Regions from separate parts of the Sus scrofa genome. Here region 2 is linked to region 1. The links are chromatin contacts, called in public Hi-C maps. All regions are on one chromosome and are shown on one strand. The core of a region is the stretch at or near the end of the contact, and the rest is flanking DNA. Distances in the headings are between cores, read along the strand shown.

What was found. Hi-C and Micro-C count contacts between places; a contact is called where the count stands out from the background.
Region 2: a contact with region 1 is called in a Hi-C map of skeletal muscle, with 2.5 times the contacts expected there. The contact joins the promoter of UBE2K here to the promoter of SMIM14 in region 1. A contact is called at or near these places in 4 of 47 Hi-C or Micro-C datasets (adipocytes, embryonic fibroblasts, heart right ventricle and 1 more) and 2 of 2 datasets of contacts at active chromatin or transcription factors (alveolar macrophages and skeletal muscle).

What each region holds. Positions count from the first base shown.
Region 1 is chr8:30,836,313-30,842,730 of Sscrofa11.1, forward strand. SMIM14 (small integral membrane protein 14) reads right to left here and starts at 4,104. Exons shown (of 5, transcript XM_021101115.1): 1 at 3,847-4,104.
Region 2 is chr8:30,885,072-30,891,697 of Sscrofa11.1, forward strand. It overlaps UBE2K (ubiquitin conjugating enzyme E2 K), which reads left to right and starts at 2,923. Exons shown (of 7, transcript NM_001078671.1): 1 at 2,923-2,985. The coding sequence starts at 2,923.

The DNA.
Region 1 (6,418 bases), core at 2,854-5,353:
GGATTCGATCCCTGGCCCAGGAACTTCTGTATGTCTTGGGTGCAGCCAAAAAAAAGAGTAACACAGATGTGTTCAAGTTTAGGCATTCAACCAACATTCACTGAGCACCTACTATGCACTGAAAAAGATAGACAAGGTCCCCATCTTCCCAGAGTTTAATTTCTAGTATAGGGGATGGGATATAAAAACTAAAGAAATTCAAGACAGTGATGTGATAAAAAAAGAAATGAGAGAATGGTAATTGTGGAGACAATTTCCTTGAAGAGGCAACAGCTGAACTGAGACCTCAACTACAGGTGGGATGAACTACAGGAAGATCTAAGAGAAGACTGAAGCCATAGGGTAGACCAAGCACAAATGCCTTGAGGCAGGAACAAGCCTGGCAAATTCCTGGGACAATGCTAGTGGGCCTGGAACACAGGAAGAAACTGACCCAGTTCATGGGTACTCATCTAGGCATTCAGATACAAGGTAAGGTAAGACAAGAAGGCAGGGCCAAAACATGGAGTGCCTGGAAAACTTTGTTAAAGAGTCTGGATTTGGAGTTCCCATCCTGGCTCAGTGGTTAACGAATCCGACTAAAAACCACGAGGTTGTGGGTTCGATCCCTGGCCTTGCTCAGTAGGTTAAGGATCTGGCGTTGCTGTGAGCTGTGGTGAAGGTCGCAGACGCAGCTCAGATCCCAAGTTGCTGTGGCCCTGGCGTAGACTGGTGACTACAGCTCCGATTAGACCCCTACCCTGAGAACCTCCATGTGCCACAGGAGCAGCCCTGGAAAAGGCAAAAAGACCAAAACCAAAAAAAAAAAAAGTTTGGGTTTTATTCTGAATGTGATAAGAGGTTTCAACAAAGAGATGACACGACCTGATTTACACTGTAAAGGATCTCTTAAACTGTAGCAAGGGGAAGGCACCATAAAATGCCCAAGTGGAAGCAGGAGGTTACTGCAGTAGGCTAGGTGATAGCTGGCAAAGGTGGTGGCAGTAGAGACGAGAAGTGGACAAATCTAGAATATATACTGAATACTGTTATTTAACGCAAATCAAAGAATATGAACTAAATCACATTAGTAAGCATCTGGGACTAATTACCCAAGAGATGAAGAATGAAAATAGAGATTTAGGAGTTCCTACTGTGGCACAGTGGGTTAAGAATCCAACTGCAGCAGCTCAGACAGCTGTGGAGGTGTGGGTTCCATCAGTTTCTAGAGCTGTGGCGTAGGTCCCAGGTGTGGATCAGATTCAGCCCCTGTTCTGGCCCAGGAACTTCTATATGCTGTGGGTTCAACCATAAGATTAAAAAAGAAAACAGAAATTTAAAGGTTTTATTTTTTTGTCTTTTTAGGGCTGCACCTGTGGCATATGGAGGTTCCCTGGTTAGGAGTTGGATCAGAGCTGTAGCTGCAGGCCTACACCACAGCTCATGGCAATGCCAGATCCTTAACCCACTGATTGAGGCCAGGGATCCAACCTGTGTCCTCATGGTTACTAGTTAGATTCATTTCCATGGCTCATTTCCACTGAGCCATTATGGGAACTCCAAAAATTTAAGGGTTTTAGGTAAGTTTATGACTAATGGACCCAAATGGGTTATTAGCGTACGTATTTAAGATATTTCATAGAATGTACTTATCCTTTGAAGCTGAATTGACAGGGACACTTCCTTCTCCTCTGGCACCACAGATAAAGCACTGGACTGAATGGGCATATATCCAAGTCTCAATGTTAACACAGCAGATTAAGTGTGATTTATAAAGTAAAATATTTTAGGACCTTATGGACAGAGGCCTGGACAGCTAGTCAGCATTTCAAGCACATGGTAGCTACTGAATAGAACTAAACCTTTACTTGAATCAAATCAATAAATTAGCAAAACTTTTTAAATTTCCATATTGTCAACTCAGGCTATTCTATGCCCGCTCTCCCAAGAGTTAAACAAGCAAAGCCTTATTCTGTCACACAACGGATATTAAATAATTTAATATCCATTAAATTAAATCTTACAATATCATCAGAGACATGTGAGGAAATCTTTTAAAACCACGATTCTAACAATTATGGTGCAGCAAACACATAGCGAATATTCCTTAAAAGGTCCAAAAGTCCCTATCTGCAAATATTTAAATTTTGTTTCTCAAAAATGAAGTACTACTATGTAAAAAAGCAAGTTATAGAAAAGCTTACGTGGTATGATACCATTTTTGTATAAAACACATAAATGCAAAAAAAGAAGTCTGGAAAGATATAAAACACTGCTGACATTTTGGTGATCTCGATGGCAGGAATTACTTATGATTTATTACTTATCTATTTTAATTAACACTCCCTCCAATTATCACAAATTATATCATATAAGCAAAATATTGAGTTATAGGTTAGCATAAAAGTCAAAAAAAGAACTTCAAGAAAACATAATTCATTTGTTTAAATCAGCAGGATTCCAACCTTGGTACTAAGAAAAAAGATCTCAGCTGCACACACAGAAGGAAGAAATTTGTTATGAAGAGGTCCATTCTAGACCACACAAGGGTACTCACAAGGATACTTACAAGGGTATCCTTCAAGTGAGTAGTCTAAATTCCTAAGAACTCTTTCTAAATTTGCTAAGTTGCAATGGATTGGCACATAGTTCTGCTTTTCTATTTTGCCACCTGCTAAAGAAACACCTCAATTAATGAGTTCGCTGGGGGTGGGGGGGGAATGTTCCTGTTTTTAAAACTAAGTTAGGACAAAAAGGAGGTTTGGTTTTCTGGTCTCCTTCATGCTTTGAAAGGAGACGGGGAGGGTGGCAGGGCTCGAAGCAGGCTACACCAGAGGAATCTGCTTGGCTGGTCATCTGGAGTGGAAAGGAACACAAGCTTTCTGCCAGCTCAACAGACTGGACGGCGAGAATGCCTAAGGGTCTCAAGGCTGCACCTGAAAGGTCATACGCTGTCCAAGTTACTGTATGCACAGCAGCTTTTGACATGAATACAAAAACTGGACGGTCTCTTCAAACACAGGTATTGCATGAAGCTCATCCGACTTTCTCTACCCAAAGCCAAGACATTTTTTTAAGGCCACATCTTCGATTTTGCAAACTAGGACAACTGAAAACATCCTGACTCTCTACAGCTAACAAACATCATCTTGGCTGAAATCGTTAACACATACAGTAACAGCCACTTTGGAAAACGGGCTTTAAACGCAACATAGGACTTCAGGTACTCCAGTAACCAGTTTATCGCACTTTATCTGTTCCAGTAAAGGGTGCTACCTCTTTATGTCAGCTCTGGTTCCACTTACTGAACAGAAAAAAGGAATCCTTGAAATTCACAACACAATAAGGGCCAAAAGCACCCGCTTTCTGGATGGCAGCTTTCTTGTCTCATCAATCACAACAAAGAATGCAACCTAGTGACTTCATCAAAACCGGCAAAAGCTAAGGAACAGAGGTAAATGATACAGCGTGGATTTCAGGGTTTGTGGGGTTTTCTTTCCAGCTACGACTCTCTCTCCTTTTTTACTCCATTATACGCCTCCACCCGAGTTCACTGCTTGCCCTAAAAATAAAACCACCCGTGGCTACCGTCCACTTCCCTGCCAAGTCCCGACTCTGGTTTCCTGCAGAGAAAGCCAAATTTCAGGCTCTCCGCCTCGCTCTCCGTCGGGGGACGCGGGCTCGGCAGCAGCGGGTTTCTCCCGGTGCAGAGTCGCCGGCCCCGCCGAGGAACCACCGAGCCGGAGAAGCAGCTTTGCTTAGCCGCAGCCGCCGCAGTCCGCGAAAACCTGAGGAGCCCCCAAGAAACACCGGGGTGAGGGGAAGATGGGCCAGCAAACGGCGGTGGGAGAAAGGGGAGACACTCACCCGCCCAGACAACAACCGACGGGGCGGGGAGGATGGGGGCCGGGACCAAGCCTCGGCAGAAAGACCGCCTGGAGCTTCCGGAACGCTGCGGCTGCTCGGGCCGCCGCTGCTGCCGCTGCTCCTGACCGCCGGCTTCCTCCCCTCCTCTGTTTTGATTCGATTGACCACGTCACTCTTAGCCACGAGACCCGGATCTGCCGGCTCCCGCGGACGTCGGCGCAACAGATAGCAGCGCCTCCAGACCCCAGCGGCAGGCCTACTGAGCACGCGCGCGCCCCGCGCCTGCGCAGTGGGTCCGGAGAGGCGGAGCGGGAACAAGCTTTGCGCTGTTCGTGGGGGCGCTAGGCGCGGGTGTTGCAGTTCCGGCTGGGAGGGGTGGGGCCGAGCGTTATGAGGTGGAGGGGCGAAGCCCCACGTCTGCTGTAGCAGCCGGCGTGGCATCTGTTTCGTCTGATGTGGACAATGTCCTCTGCTGTGTGTCTCCCTTTGCCTAACCTGATGGCTTTCCTGGGCAGGAGTGTTTAGCGGGAGTAGTGGTAGGCGTTGGCGCAAGTTGATGTCTGCTGAGACATGTGGAGATTGTTTTGGCTCTCTCAGGCCAGGTGAAAATTGAAGATAGGGATTTAGTCTTATGTACAAAAGTATGTCAAACGTGGCATTTACCCCCTTTACTCTCCCTAACATTGCACTCGGAAAGCTGGCTAAAATTCAGTTCAAGGGGAGTATTAAAAGGAATATATGATGGATGGAGCGATAGTGGCGAACCTGGAGGAGAGCGCTGTTGTTAGGCAGTCAGCTCAAACCTTTTTTGCTTTGACTTTACGGATTGAAATAAGGATACTATTTGTGGTGTAAGAACCGCACTTCTTTTTAAACCAAATTAGTGCTTCCTTCTTTCCAGTTCTGGCCTTTTCAGTCTCCCCACTAAACCACTGGGGCCCAAGAAATTTCCCAATTTGGCAAAACTTAGGGCTACTCTGTTTTCTTAGTCCCATGAGTAGACAGACCTTAAAACAGGACCAGGAGGAAAATGAAAGTGTGAGTTCCGAACGAAGATTTCACAAAGGTGCCTATTTGCCTAGCCTGTGGGAGAGGTGAAAGCTGAAGGAAACTGTAGACTTCACTGAGTCAACCTTTTCAGCTAACCTGGACTTATATCTCAGTATTTGGTTAATCATCTCAACTAGCTGAGTCACCTTCAGCAAATTATTATAATCTGCAAGAGCTTTTTAATTAAAGGGGACGTCGAATGCAGGCAAAGGTTTCTAGAAAATGAAAGGTTTTTGGTAAAACCGAAAGTGTTTCCTAGGTAATTAACACTTAACAGATAGAAGTCAAGCTTCTTGGCCCTTACTCTGCAGTCTTGAACTCTGTTTACTCAAATTAAGAGGGTTTGAAGTAGACTCTAGTACCCTAGTGAAGTTCATGGGCTGACCTTGTAATAGAGGGTCTTTAATCTGTGGAACTTTAATTTGTGGAATAGAAAGTCTTGTATGCATCCATGTGCATATAAGTGTTTGAAAATACAGCTGCGTTTAAGAGAACAGTATGGTACAAAACCGAACTGGCACAGGATATCACAAAATTATCAGTACTTGCTTTATAAAGTAAATTACAGGGGAGTTCCGGTTGCGGCTTATCTGGGTAAAAACCTGACAGAGTGTCCATGAGAATTCAGGTTCCATTCCTGGCCTCTTTTTGTAGGTTAAGAATCTGGCATTGCCACAAGTTGTGGTGTAGGTCGCAGATGCAGCTCCGATCTGGCGTTGCTGTGGCTGTGGTGTAAACTGGCAGCTCTTAGCCTGGGAATTTCCATAGGCTCCAGGTGCAGCCATAAAAAGAAAAAAATTTAAAAACTTTAAAAATTAGGATTTCCCATCATGGTGCAGCGGAAACAAATCCGACTAGGAACCATGAGGTTGCAGGTTCGATCCCTGGCCTTGCTCAGTGGGTTAAAGATCCGGCGTTGCCGTGGGCTGTGGTGTAGTTTGCAGATTCGGCTGGGATCTGGCGTGGCTGTGGCCTACGCCTGCAGCAACAGCTCCGATTAGACCCCTAGCCTGCGGGTCCGGCCCTAAAAAGACAAAAAAAAAAAAAAAAAAGAACTTTAAAAATAAATTACAGGAAAATCAGTTAGGATCTTTGGTAACTACTAGCTTCCAAGATAACCCCCAGTGATTCCTGGCTCTGGAAATATAGACTCCTCCAGCCCTTTGAAAAAGGGCTATTCTGACTTGTAGAATATAGCTAAAGGTATGTGACTTCTAAGGCTAGGTCATAAAGGCACTGATTGAAACTTTCAACCTCATTCTCTTGTATTGCTTGCTTTGGAGAAAGCTAGGCTCCATGCTACTCTACTTAAGCAGATCTATGAAGAGGCCCAGGAAAAGAGGAACAAAAGCCTCCACCAAGAGCTTCACCAGTTTACCAGCCATGTGAGTGAACTACCTTGACTGGGCTTATCCTGCAACCCCAATCAAGCATTAGATGACTGCATCCTTGCCCAACACCTGTTTGCAAACTCATGCTCAATAGAAAGAACCAGCTTTAATCCACAGACAGTGATGTGGGA
Region 2 (6,626 bases), core at 1,673-4,172, 48 kb after region 1:
TTAAGGATTCACAAGCACATACGCAAGCATATTCCTTTCTTCCTTCACAAATATGTTGGTACGCTACACACAATATGGACTGAACAGTGATTTTTTAAAGTAAAGTTTTTCCTTTGGAATAATTTTGGATTTACAGAGAAGTTTCAGAGAATTTGAATATTCTTTATTCATTTCTAAGGTCAGCATCTTACCTAAACAGTACCCTGTCAAAACTAAGGAATTAACATTGCTACAATACTATAAACTAAATTACAGAATTTATTCAGATTTTAATAGTTATGTCCTTTTGGTTCTAGGGTCCAATCCAGGATATCACATTGCTTTTAGCACAATGCTCTTTTTCCCTTAAAATGTATTTTGAGGATTGTCTCCTATCAGTCAGTATGAGGTTGCCTCATAAAATGTAAAAATGCACTGAAAGTGGAATTTCAGGGCCAGTGACTACATGCATTTAAAAATCATCAGGAGTTCCCGTCGTGGCGCAGTGGTTAACGAATCCGACTAGGAACCATGAGGTTGCGGGTTCGGTCCCTGCCCTTGCTCAGTGGGTTAACAAGCCAGCGTTGCCGTGAGCTGTGGTGTAGGTCGCAGACGCAGCTCGGATCCCGTGTTGCTGTGGCTCTGGCGTGGGCCGGTGGCTACAGCTCCGATTCAACCCCTAGCCTGGGAACCTCCATATGCCCCGGAGTGGCTCAAAGAAATAGCAAAAAAGACCAAAATAAATAAATAAATAAATAAAAATTATCAAACATCTCTTCCCCAAAGAAGTTAGCATACCCATCTAACCAGTCCACTTGTGATTTGAGTGTTGTAAATTTCTTTAAAGTTCCAAGATTAACATTGGGGACTGAATGAAGGTGATAAGCATAAGGTATTCAAAAATTTTTCACACTTCAAAATAATTATTTTTAATGTGCCGGCATAAATACACATAGCATTGCACGATTTATGCATTCATTATACCAGTAATTCATTGTGCCACGACCCACATGTATAGTTGGTTCCTCTTAGAACCACTAGGGGGCTCTGCTGGAAGGGTTTTACAGCTTATGTTAGTCCCTTCAGGGAAATTTTCCCAGATGTTTTAGAATAATGAACTCTTAAAACTTGAGAGAGATCATCTTATCCAGCTTCCTTATTCTGCAAAATAGGAAACCAAGGTTGGCCAAGAGAGCTGAAATGGAGGAGAGCTGGAATTAAAAATCCCTTCTTGGTTCCCGTGGCAGTAGTTCAATAAGTTCATTTTTGCCAAGTGCCTCCGTGAGTGGTTCACTCCAAGTGCTTACTTTCTTTTTCAGTGCCACAATTTCAGTAATTTTTGCTGAGACGGTGATTTCGTGATATTCTTCTAATAGGATACTTTACTGATTGGTTAAAGTATCCTATTAGAAACATAGTGAAAGAAGTGACTTTAATATAACTTCTAAATAAACATAATTACTTATTACAAAATGTTTTCTATTCAAAGCACCTCTCAGCATCAAAACCATATTACCTAGGAGTTCCTTTGTGCTGCAGTGGGTTAAGGGTCTGGCCTTGTCACTGCAGCGGCTTGGGTCACAGTTATGTCGAGGGTTCGATCTCTGGTCCAGGAACTTACAAATGCCGCAGGCTCGGCCAAAAGAAAAAAACACTCAAAACCCCCCCAAATCCACAACCATATTACTTATTGGAAACTTTAGCAACCGCTTTCAAATTTACTTTCCATTTAAAACATTTTAGTCTTATCGTTACTCATTTATTCATTCAATATTTATTAAGGGCCTTAATAGGCACCAGGCACAGTTGTAGATCCTAGGTTTAAGTAAGTAAAGCTGCCCTTCTCGCCCAAGAAACATCTACTACTCCATTTTTCACTTTAATATATAAACTATTTTCACATGTTCAGTGGTTCCCACTGTGTGGCTCCAGAAGCAGCGGCAGGAGCAGCTGCATCTGGGAACTTGTTACAAATGCAAATTATTAGGCCCACCCTATACTCTAGGAATGGGGCCCAGCAATCCGTTTTCTTTTTATTTTTTAACAAGTTATTCAGGGATCCTAATGTACATTCGAGTTCCAAAACTATGGTTTTAGTTCCAGGGCTTGGTATTAATTACCTAAGCAGGTCAAAGATCAACACCTGGCTTCTAAATTCCATGGAGTACTGGTCTCAAATAAAATTGATGAGACCCATACTTAACTTTATAATTTGTTGTACCTGTTAAGATCCTGGAATGATCGTAGTAATAGCAGCACCGTAAGAGCTTCATAACAAAAATGAACCTCAGTGCATTTGCCGGGCCTACACCAAGAAAAAATAGGCCAGACTGAATTCCAGGACAGTGTTTTCAGACACTAAACACAGGCAGGCACACTAAGCCTGTGGGTTCTGGGTCTGGCTGAGTCAGGGCGGCGCTCCAAACCGAGTGGAGCCGCGTGAACCCGTCAGGCTGGACTCGAACCTTCGGTTACAGGCCACGGTCTGGAAGCCTGGACCATACACCTGGTTCGAAGAGGGGCAGAGACGCCTGAGAGGACCGAGGAGGCCGGGGCAGCGCTGACCAGCGCGGAAGCCGCACCCTCCAGGCCTCAGACGCCGGCAGGGCGGAGCCACGCGGCCGCAGCTCGGGCAGAGACGCGCGGCGCGGGGCGGCGCGGCGCGGGTTCGCAGCTGAGGCGTATGGGGCTACAACGGGAGCGGCTGCGCCGCCCGGTCAGGTCAGCGTCGTGCGCAGGCGCGGACCTGGCGCCATTTTGGTGGCCGGGCGCGGAGGTGATTCCACACTGAGGAGAGCGCGGCGGCCGGAGTGGCAGTGGCAGCGTTCGTGTGCTCTGGTGTGAATCGCCGAGGGAGGAGGCGGTGGAGGAAGAGGTGGCGGCGGTGGCGGTGGTCGTAGCGGTGGCGGAGGAGGCGGGTACGAATCAGCTGCGGGCGGAGACATGGCCAACATCGCGGTGCAGCGAATCAAGCGGGAGTTCAAGGAGGTGCTGAAGAGCGAGGAGGTCAGAAATGAACTCCCGAACGTCCCCCACCTCAGCCCATGGCGGGAGGGTCCTTCCACTGGCGTCCCCAATATCCCTAGTAACGCCCGAGTGGCCCTCTTTGCGGCCGCCCTTCTGCCTGTGGGGAAGCAGCAGTCTCCCCCTCCTTCCGCCGCCTTCCCCTCCCCTTCCAGGGCCCTGGGATGGACGGTCTCGCGGGCGGGTGATCTGGAGAGGAATCAGATTGGGGGGGGCAGATGGAGAAGGGGGCGCTTAGACGCGGGGTGTGAGCTCTTGAAAGAGCCCCTAGATAGTGGCAACAGCTGGAAGTGTGGTTGTAGGGTGGGGAGTGAGCAGGCCGAGCCTGAGAAAACCCGGGAAGTAGGTTGGGGGAAGGGGAAAGGTGGTAACTGGATCCCGAGAGCTGCGCTGCTCAAAGGCCCTCACTTTTAAGGGTATTCTGGGTTGTAGCCGATCTGGCCGCCGCTGTCCTTTCCTTAGGGAAGGAGCGATGAGAGTTCCTAGGTATTGATGAAAGAAGGCCGTTCAGAGTTACTCCCTTTTAGTTGGGTGTTGGAAGAGAGAGCAAGACATAATGGGGTACTGTCTATATTGTTTAAGTGGGGGATAAGGGCATTGCCACTTGAGATAGGAAATTAATTCCATGTTAGAGAATTATCTCATTTCCACTTACCCCCAAATCCTAGGCCTCTTTTTTGTAGGCACCTAAAGCTTTTTGACTAGGTAAAGGCAGGTTGTTTGGTGTGTTAAAGACATTTAAATATTTATAGCTGGGATTAGGACATATAATGGAGTGTATGAGTAGCTTATTTTAAAATGTTTACAAGTTACAGATCAGAGTCTGTTTTAAGACATTGCCTCTGTGACACTGCTGTGTTGTGCCATGAAACTTCATTATGATGTCCCTCATAGTTAACTTGATTCTTACTATTGAAAAACAGTGCTATTAAAAAAAACATGAGGTTTCAGCAGATTAATACATTGTTATATCTCCTTATTAAACATGACATTTCAGCAGATTAATAAATACATTGTTATATCTCCTTATCCCAACATCTATCTGAAAGGATTAAAAAGTTTTTTTGTCTCAAGCTCCTCTTGAGTCCTGTAGAACACTCTAGTGTTGGCCACATTTATTAATATGTTTTAAATGTTTTAGTAATTTAGTAATTTGACTCAATTATGAATCAGTGTAATTTTTCATACCCAAATCAACGAGAATGCTAGGTTGTTTTTCCTTGTTGGATTCAACAAAGAAAGATTGAGCATATTGAATGGTTATTTTCAAAATATCACACACCATTATTGAAAGTATCATTACTATATGTGTTTTTCTCTTATATCAATACTTTGACGAGCTCAGTGATTTGTGAAATTTAGCATTCTAAGTATGTGATGAATTCTGGATATAAGTCTGATAGCACTTGAACTATATTTGTGCCACCGAGTCTTTCCAATTAGACTTGCAGAAAATTCTTTAAAATTACTAAAAAATGCCAAACACCAGCAGATTTATTGAATGTAATAGTTATGTGAGTAATAATTGGTTTTACCGAGCATGTGTATGAACTCTGACCTCTGTATTTGTTCAGGTGCCAAAACTCTGAATGGAAGGATGACTTTGTATTTTTGTGGTACATTGTAGAAATAGAGTCATAAATGCTTGTACTGACAATACAATGAAACAATGATTCTAAATTCTTGTTTAATAAGAAAATATATTCCAGGATAGTTGACATATATATTCCTAATAGAAGATTGCGGGTAATATTGCTAGTAGCCTAAAACATTTCTCTAATATGGTTGTACAAGCCTGAAATATAAGATTTTAACGCTTTATTTTCTGTTACTTAAAAGTGGTAAGTACTGTTCTCGTAATTCATATGATCTGATTGCATATTGTGAGGTGACTTTTCACAATATTCTTAGTACTTAAATTGAAGCTTAAAAGAAATCTTGTATTGCTTTAGTAATGCATATTGTTAAAATTACATGTAAGGGATGATGAAATCTTGCTGTCAAGTAAGTGTTTCAGAGGAAGAAAGTAGAAAATACAAACATTTTATTTTTTTAACAAGAGTGCCTTTATAAATCTGAAAGGAAACATCTTCCAGAAAGTAAGTTGCAAAGAACATTTAGAAAAGGGTCAGGTAATTTAATTTTGGAATATAACCAATAAATAGTTTTATTTTCACCAATATTTTATTTCATTGATATTTTAATAAGCCCAGTTCTATAATTGGATTATATTATTTTCAACTCATTGAAGAACTTATAATACAGTCCATGTATTTCTTTTTTAATGTATGTAAAGGCAATATTTGAATGGCTTGTCAGATAGTCAAGTATTTCCTCATGTCACCTATGTAAATCTTCATTTTACTAAAGTTTATTTCATATGGTTGTGCTTACTAGGAATGGTTTAAGGACTCCTCTCCAACCCCGCGCCTTTTTAAGTGCCTTTGTGAAAAGATAACTGACATTTGCTGAATTCTGGCTCTAAGAAGTTGTAAGTGGCCATTCTTGGAGTGTGTTGTTAAAATATAGCCTCCCAGATCAGTGTGAAAAGCACAGTGCAGAATAGTGGGAGGAGGCCACCATTTCTGGGGAGATACGTGTATTTGTTTGTATAGGTGAAAGGATTAATGAGAAATTGGTAGTGTTGATTGCTTCTGGGTGGGGGACTTGGGTGTCCCGGGCAACTGGCATCAGAAGATCCCTCTTAGGAGTTCCTCTGTGGCTCAGCAGGTTAAGGATCCAGCATTGTCACTGCAGTGGCTGGATTGCTGCTGTGGCATGGGTTCAGTCCCTGGCCCAGGAACTTCTGCATGCCACAGGTGTGGCCAAAAAAAAAAAAAAAAAAGATCCTGGAGTTCCTTTTGTGGCTCATCAGAACCGAATCTGACGAGCATCCCTGAAGATGCAGGTTCGATCCTTGGCCTCGCTCAGTGGGTTAAGGATCTGGCATTGCCATCAGCTGTGGTGTAGGATCCCAGGCTCTGATCTGGTGTTGCTGTGGCTGTGATGTAGGCCGGTAACTGTAGCTCTCATTTGACCCCTAGCCTGGGAACTTCCATATGCTTCAGGTATGGGACTAAAACGACCGAAAAAACTGGAGCCTGATTTGTATTACTGATTAAAGGATTTAAACACAACCTAACTTGTTAGTTTAAGCATTAAAATAAATGTTACGTGTAATTAAAATTTTGCTTGCATTTCAATATGCAAAATACTTTTAAGAGTTCCTGTTGTGGCACAGTGGGTTAAAGGATCTAGCATTGCTGCAGCTGTGGCATAGGTTGCAGTTGCAGCTCCAATTCAGTTCCTGGCTTGGGAACTTCCTATGCCACGGGTGCGGCCATTAAAACAAACCCCCAAATATTTTTAAATTCAAAGCTCAGTGAAATAGGCGTTCCCTTCGTGGCTCAGCGGAAGCGAATCTGACTGACTAGTATCCGTAAGGATACATCTTCAGTCCCTGGCTTCTCTCAGTGGGTTAAGGATCCAGCATTGCTGTGAGCTCTGGTATAGGTCACAGACATGGCTCAGATCTTGTGTTGCCATGGCCGTGACATAGGCCAGTGACTACAGTTCCAATTCCAGTTCGACCCCTAGCCTGGGAACCTCCATATGCCGTGGGT